Regions from separate parts of the Drosophila melanogaster genome. Here region 1 is linked to region 2. A link is a contact called in public Hi-C data. All regions are on one chromosome and are shown on one strand. The core of a region is the stretch at or near the end of the contact, and the rest is flanking DNA. Distances in the headings are between cores, read along the strand shown. Region 1 holds the start of Tet (Ten-Eleven Translocation (TET) family protein). Region 2 holds the start of RhoGEF3 (Rho guanine nucleotide exchange factor 3).

Evidence for each region. A called contact is a pair of places that touch in the nucleus more often than the background predicts.
Region 1: a contact with region 2 is called in a Hi-C map of the Kc167 cell line, with 2.4 times the contacts expected there. A contact is called at or near these places in 2 of 107 Hi-C or Micro-C datasets (the Kc167 cell line and embryo).

What each region holds. Positions count from the first base shown.
Region 1 is chr3L:2,877,667-2,881,491 of dm6, reverse strand. It overlaps Tet (Ten-Eleven Translocation (TET) family protein), which reads left to right and starts at 2,334. Exons shown (of 11, transcript NM_001274414.2): 1 at 2,334-2,959.
Region 2 is chr3L:275,853-279,583 of dm6, reverse strand. RhoGEF3 (Rho guanine nucleotide exchange factor 3) reads right to left here and starts at 2,147. Exons shown (of 16, transcript NM_001274273.1): 1 at 1,829-2,147; 2 at 1,253-1,406; 3 at 1-1,183. The coding sequence starts at 1,384. ttm2 (tiny tim 2) reads right to left here. Exons shown (of 1, transcript NM_138179.3): 1 at 2,917-3,731. The coding sequence ends at 3,017.

The sequences.
Region 1 (3,825 bases), core at 1,085-3,584, 2.6 Mb before region 2:
ACTCCGAACTAAAAAAAAAAAAAAAAACGAAGAAAACATTGAGATACTCGGATGCTGAGATACCGAGATACTCTGGAAATGCTCCTTTGGAGCTGTAAGTTGATAAAAAACCGGCGGCCAACTGGCGGATTTTAAACGGAATGAAATAAATTAAAACGTGGCGAGGAAATGCAGCCACAGGATGCTGTAGTCCTGCTGGGTGTGCCATGCATCTTATGGTGCATTCAACTTCAGCCAGTGATTTTCACTCTTCTTCAGCGTTTGCCCTTGGAGAAGTTAGTCTGAATACACGCTGGGTACATGGAATCGATCTAGGAGATGGCTGCACTTGAAGTTGTAGTTAAAAAATAAGCTAAATTTTATTTTAATATTCTTATAATCAACCTTATTGGCTAACATATCTCAACGTGCATTCGTTCCTACACATTTGCAAGCATTTTATATGATTAAAAGGTATACATACTTGAAATTGGCTAATAAATCTTACCCCTGTTTTCAGTGTATTACATTTATCATTTTTTTTTTTTTTTTTTTTTAATATTTTATTTTTCTATTCATGTTCTGTGCGCACATTTCATTCATTTTTCAAATACTTCTGCAGCACCAACTGTCAGATACATTTCTGGTTTCCTTTGCCGCACGTCTTTTTATTGTGGCTGCTTGCAGTGTGAATGTCCTTTGCTGTCCTCACAAAGGACACGCAAAAGCCAAATAAGAGCGAAAAAAGTAGAAAAAAACGCAAAGAGCGGAATGCAGAAGAACGAAGAGAGACTTGCAGCAGCTTCGAGTGCAGAAAACCCAACTATGAAGAACTTGTCTGCGGATCGTGAACTTAAGAACTATCTAAGAGGAGAAAAGGCCGGCTGCATTTTGTTGTTTGTGCAGATGTTTCTTCGAGGTTCCTCGAGGGATTTTATGGGTATGCGTTGCGTATGGGACAGGTCAGTGTTCGGAGGATTCGGATTCAGATTGAGATTCGGTTCCGGAGGATTCGAAGTCGGTTAAGGGTTGTGCCCCTAGGTTGAATGATTTTCCATTACGCAATGCAAATAGACAGCAGCGTTCCGCGTACTCGCTTTGTTTTGTTATTTTCTCTGTCAGCGCCAGGCAACAATGCAACTGTCAAGGTTTCCATTTTCCGCCGTGGATTGCTCTCTATGAAATGGCGAAAAAATGGCAGCTCCACTAATAGTTGGCATGAAACGAGGTTGCAACAGGACCGCCACGAGAAAAAAGTGAAATGAAATCAACCGCCCCCGCTCTTTGCGCAAAAGTAAAAAAGGGGCAAAACATGGCAGGCAAATTGTACCAAAATCCCGCAACGGCAGCCAGTGCAATGCCAGGATATATGGCACATGCCCACAAGGTCCTGCCTCCGTGTCCTGCGTCCAGCGCAGCAGTGGCAGCAACAGCACCGCAGCAACGTCCACGGCACCGCAGCAACAGCAGCGGGAAAGTAAAACTTATTCGGCTGGTCGAACTGCGAATGCCCTGAATTTCGAAACACATTTTGCGAGCTTATCTATTCTGATAAAATTGTAAATAAATCAATAAACTATACGCCAATTACCATATAATGCATGCTTGAATTCAATGTGCTTAATTGCTAAGTAAGCTAAGTAAGCTCCTTGGTTAGGGTATCAAAACAAAGGCAGCAGAAAATATCTCGTAGCGCACATAGATTGCAAGTTCGCATTGTGAGCGCGAAACTAGGGAAAAAAATTTTTAATTGGAACAACAACTGTACAGCGGCGCAGCAGCAGCAACAACAACAAAAGCGCACTTCAAACGCCGCATGTTCGTATCCGTGTCTTGTTGCAGCTGTGTGTGTGTGTGTGTGTGCTTGTGTGTTAATGAAAGAGAGAGGATGCAGCCGTAAATGTAACTGTGTGCGTGCGGCTGTGTGTTTGTGTGTGTGTGCCAGGACTCTCGAGCCAAAAGTTGCAGGCGCAACAGCAACAAGCAGCAGTTCGAAGTTAAATATTTAAGAATTTACAAAACTTTTTAGGGAACATAAAAATAAATACAAATTTCAAAACGAAAGAATCTTGCTCTTCATCTTTTAATGATGGTCAAACTGAAAAATAATATATTTTACGAATGACTAATAAGCACAAAAATAAATTAAAAATCATTTCTTAAAAATGCTTAAGTATTGAATGAATTATACAATATAAAACCGCTAGTTAAGAGAATTCGGTCGTCATGCTTGTTGTATTCTTAAGTTCGAGTGGAGCCCGCATTGGTTCGATGCGAACATGAACCTGTTCGCTTCGAGCACGAACTTGTTCGATACATTTTATGTTTGCTCCTTCATTTTCATTTTCATTTTCAGTTCAGTTAGTTCAGTTGTTGTGTATCCTTCGGGTGAAAAGTTTCCTACAAAACACGGACTTTTGCACCGCCGCCGCCGTTCGAGCGCTAGAAACGAGTGCGAGTGCGTGTGAGACTTACTAGCTAACTAACTGATTCTGATTCTGATTTTCGGGAATATACTATCCCTTCGGTGTGGGTGTGATCGAGTTCAAGGACTCGCGACTAACTTGTTCCAGTTTCGAAAACAGGCAGCCCCAAATAATGTGACCAATGTGACCAGTGAATTAGAATATCCAAGAGCAAAACAAAATCAAGAACTCCCGCAGATGCCGCACTTGCAGCTCCAAGTTCTTCAGCTTTTCATCCAAGTCCCGGTTTAATTTGCAGCTCCAGTTTCGCGCTCGGTTCTCTGGGTTTCCCTGCAATTTCCGCGATTTCCTTCTTTTGTTCCCTTCGTTCCGTTTTCGCGTCGCGGTTTGTTATTGTCAACTTTCGTTTTCGTGCGGTTTTTCGCGGCTTTTCTAACGGTCCAACGACGGTCGGCAAATGGATAGTGAAACTGGCTTGGATTTCCAATAGCTTCTAAGTACTCAACATTTTCCGAGGAAAAAAACTCGTGAAAGGACATGGATTAACAACTAAGGTTTGTAGTAGGGATTTAACAATATACATATATTTAAGTATATATAAATCGGGATGCTTTATGTATACCTTTTATCTATATATAACTATTCTGCGTATATAATCATTTTATTTGTGGTACCAAAGAAAATTAAATAAATGGTTTTTTTTTTTCATTAATTAAGCATAGCCATCAAACAAAAAGACAAATAGCCGCATACAGAACATAACTAACTCTTTGAAAACGAATCGTAAGGAACGTTTCCAAGAAACCAAACAGAATGGCCATATCCCTTTCATAAAACCGACTCCAATTAATAAAGCCAATTGAGCAAATGTATAAAAATGTTGAGCTCCAATCAAATATAAAACTCTACGCTTTTGTTCCTAATCCCTCAATTAAACTCACCTCTCGACCGAAAGCCAAAGAAAAACAAATTTCCAATTGAAATTTGCATTTGGGGCACAGGAAATACTTTCCAAGCGTAAACATGTAAACAAAGAGATAACAATTGTTATTGGTCATCCGAGGATCAAATTACAATAAGTGCAAGCTCAAAGAAGACCCAAAAAACAAAATCACAATCACCTAAGCAGGCAATTTCAGCGAGCTTTATTTGTGCAAGACAAATAAACAAAATAAAATAATAATATTACAGTAAAGGCAGAGGCTTCTCTTTTTGGACCGCAAACACTTATGGCAATGAGTAATGACTTTTAAAAGAAGAACTGTTTCTGATAGATACATTTTGCGTTTGTCTTAGCGCCAACTTAAATTAAAAAGCAGCGGGCTCTGAACTTCTTCTGGTTGTGAAGAGTTGAGCCGAGGCCCTGAAAACGTGCCAGAAAGCGACACACAGAGATACAAAGATACAGATACTCGTAACT
Region 2 (3,731 bases), core at 898-3,397:
ACTGCTCTTCCTGTGTTTGCCCCGCCTTCAGTTTTTTACTTGCTACTTGTTCAACGTGGGCCAAGCAATATTCACAGTTTTCCTTGCTGCATTGCTCCATACAAAACTCGCAGTCTGCAAATGCGGGATTGGTGGCGCCTATTCCATGCGGCTGAGCTCCTTTTTCCAGGCTGTGCGTCTCTTGATCACACATTGTCAGGGCAACGGGCATCGCCATGCCGGTGGCTACTCCTGTTGCCGACGAGCTCACCGCGTTGGCCGTGTCCTTAAAGAAGATCTCCTCGTAGATGTTTTCCTCGCTGCGGCAATGTCGTTTTTCGGCCTTCAGAGGTGACTCCACACTGCCACTGCCAGCTGGGGTTCGCTGTTGGTCCACTAGTTTTTTCGAGCTCTTTAAGCCCTCCTTTAGCAGATAGTAGTTAAAGCTTTTAATTCCAATCTCGCCGCGCAGGAACCGTTTGCCGATAGCAACTTTCGCCGCGTCGGCGGCTGATTCTGCTGGTAAGGTGCAGGCGGAACTCTGAGCGGAACCGCGAGCAGAGTACCCGTCATCTAACTCACTGACCTCGGTCGGGACACCACCATCCGGACCCATCTCGCCGTAGGGCTTCCGATTTCGCTCTTTGCGGGCTCGTGTGTCAGCATCGTGACCGACCTTAGCTACAGCTACCGCCTCCCGCTTCGGATGTCCTGCGGGCTGATGGCGATTGTTGTCTAAGCTAAGATTCCGCTTTTGTTTCGAGGTGCGCTTCTGAGTTCCCTTCTTTTCGGCCCTTTCGGAGCCTGTGGCGGCCAGATTGCGCTCTAGGCTGCGCACCCTGCGGTTCATACCACCTTTGGTTTGGATTGGTTCCTGGACCTCGTTGTCGGTGCTGCTCGAATCACATTCGTAGTTTATGCTGATGGCGGTGCTACCGGAAGCTATTGTGGCTGTGTGGTGTTGTTTGATCTTGGCCTGCTTCCCTGACACATACTGATGCAGCTCCTGGGGCAGCTGGTTTTTGGCCAGTAGGCTGCTGGATGATGCCTGACCGCCCGTATCTGACCTCGTCTTGTGTTCCAAGAAGGATTTCCCAGAAATGCTACTGCGACGCATGGGATTCGCCAAGTGGCTTATGTCCTCTGTGTAGGCAGGATCATCATAGATCCTGTCGCGCACGGATGTGGCTGATCGGTCTTTGGTCTGAAAACAAACAGCGCTTTAAGATCTAGTTGCTCAAATGTTCTTTCCCTCTCACAACTCGCAACTCACCTTAACTTTGTTTTTCTTCCGACTTCGATGTGGTATCGTCACATCTGTCAATTTTAATAGCTTTGGTCGCAGTGACCTCTTCGACACCTTGCCCCTCTCATAATTCAGATCCAAAAAGGTTTCAGTTGCCATTATTTATAGATTACATGCAAATCTAGAAAATAAGATTTTAAATGGCCAATTTGGCTGAAATCTGCAGATAGTGCAGTGCCATGTGTGACTTAACTACAGCACTTAATTCAAAGTGTGTCATGCATTCTAAATACATTGGTTATCAGTCATTCCATAAAATATGTACATGTGGGCTCTCATCTGTATCTTTATTGTTATGATTGTGGGTCATTTCCCCCTGCGAGTGAGTGATAGCATAGTCACTTTAGGGTGTGGCAGTGAAGGATACGCAGTCAATGCATTTAGTCTAAAGCTTCCCATCGGCAATTTCCACATGGTTTGTTGAGCATACATATGCATAACATATGCATAGGTAACCAAAAAAAACACAAATAGGAGCAAATAGGCAAAATATGTGGGTCGGGTGGGTCCACTACAATTTTATTAGTTTAACTGCACACGCACCTGCTCATTGTCTGTGGCAAGAAAGCGGAATCCTTGGGGCATTAAAACACGGCTTGAGAGTAGATATCCATCCCACTAGCATTGAAGTTTCAAGTTAAGTGTGTCACGAATCTGGCCAAAAGCTGGCGAAGTTATTAACTGCCTTGCGTTTAGGTCATAGTTGCAATATTTTGCCACTTATTCCCAATCGTAAGCATTCAAACCTATATACACACACTGCTCGGCGTTCTATTGTATCTTCCAAGTGCCCTATTGCGTGCAGTGGGACTTTATCTGTACAACTGGGGCGAGAAGCGATATTCAAACCTTCCGTCCATTACGTTAAAGCCGAACTGAATTGTCTGCGCTCGCGATTCCTGCGGCTTGTGCGCTCCTGAATGGGAAAGTTGCTTTCCTTTCAGTTGCCCCATGCCCAGATTGCTCCGACAACAGCTTACAAGGATGCTGAGCCAAAGAGATTGCAGGATGCCGATGTGGGAGAGTACCAGACAAAGTGCCAAATGAACCAACGCCTGCGCCCTGGCTCGCCAGTTTGACGTCCGCAGTATACTTCCACCACCGAATTGTTGTGTGTTTTCAACATAAGGAGAAGAGGCCCAGCCAGCCACGAACCCTCAGCCAGAATCAAAATCTGCATCGAAAGTAACTAGACGGAAGGCTTACAGTACACCTGATCCCTTTACTTACTTATGCCAACATTCGGATGAATGTTCGCAGGGACGATACTGCGCATGACTCACCTAGTGGTGTGAAGTGCGTAGTTGTTGATTGTGGAAACATTCCCTCAAGAGTACACATGTGTCGTAGTTATTTTGGCACGTGCTCACGCACACCATCACATGGCAGCAACATGTTGCTGAGCTTGCGTGCTCGTGCTGGACTGAGGATTTCTGGAAGCCTGCATTCATATAAAACCGTAACACAACATTTTTCACAACATTACGGCTATGTATCCGCCTAGTGGCTGCACTGTTACCTTCAAGGAAGCATTGACGTTCCGCAGGGCAGTCTGCTTTAAATGCCAAATCAGAAATCATATGTTTTCAGACTTTTTCAATCAGAATACGCAAAAAACTGCAAAAGTAACTGCTGTTAGTAGGTAGACATTGAAGAATGCTAGGAAAGTTTTAATGTAATTTTTTGGGTGAATTAACAGTATTTAAGGGACACATCAAACGCACAATCTTTTTAATGATTTATGAAGCCACGGGTCCAGTTCTTGACAACGGGCCTAGACTTGCTAGTTTTTTCTACCTCCTCGGCGTGCATTAGCTCACCCAGCTTTCGCTGGTTTTCTCTGAACTGGGATAACGAGTCACTAAACTGATTGTAGTATTGCAGCACTTCTCGGACATCGTCGATCTCACTCGTTCCTAGAACACTAAGAAACGACGTGAGTTCAAAGAGGGTAGTGTCATTGTCGTTTCCAGACCACCGCGGGATCGAGAATGAATTCGAAGGGTGAAACTTGGTGGAATTTCTATCCCAGTCCACGACAACCACTCGCTTTAGGTCTCGGTTGAGGTTGTCAAGGTTCTTCACGTGGTGCCCTCCATCAAAGTGCGTAGAGTCGCGAACCAGGCGATACATAATACAGCCGTTCGGATCAAGCGCGTCGACCAGCGGGAACACAGTAACTCCTTGCTCCGCCGTGTAAACAACAATCTCAAAATACTTGGCACATTCTTTCAAAAACACGTCAACGCCAGGGCGCTTCTTGAAGCGCCATCCTGTTTCGTAGGTCCAATCGGGATGTACCAGCACATCCTTAATCTCAAGTACCAAAGTATACGGCGGCTGCACGTAGGGGGGCTGAAGGGGATCAGGAAGCAGCTTTTTTCTCGACGGCTCTTTGAAAAACCGTTGAAAGCGGTTCACCGACTTCCATGTCCGCCACATAAGC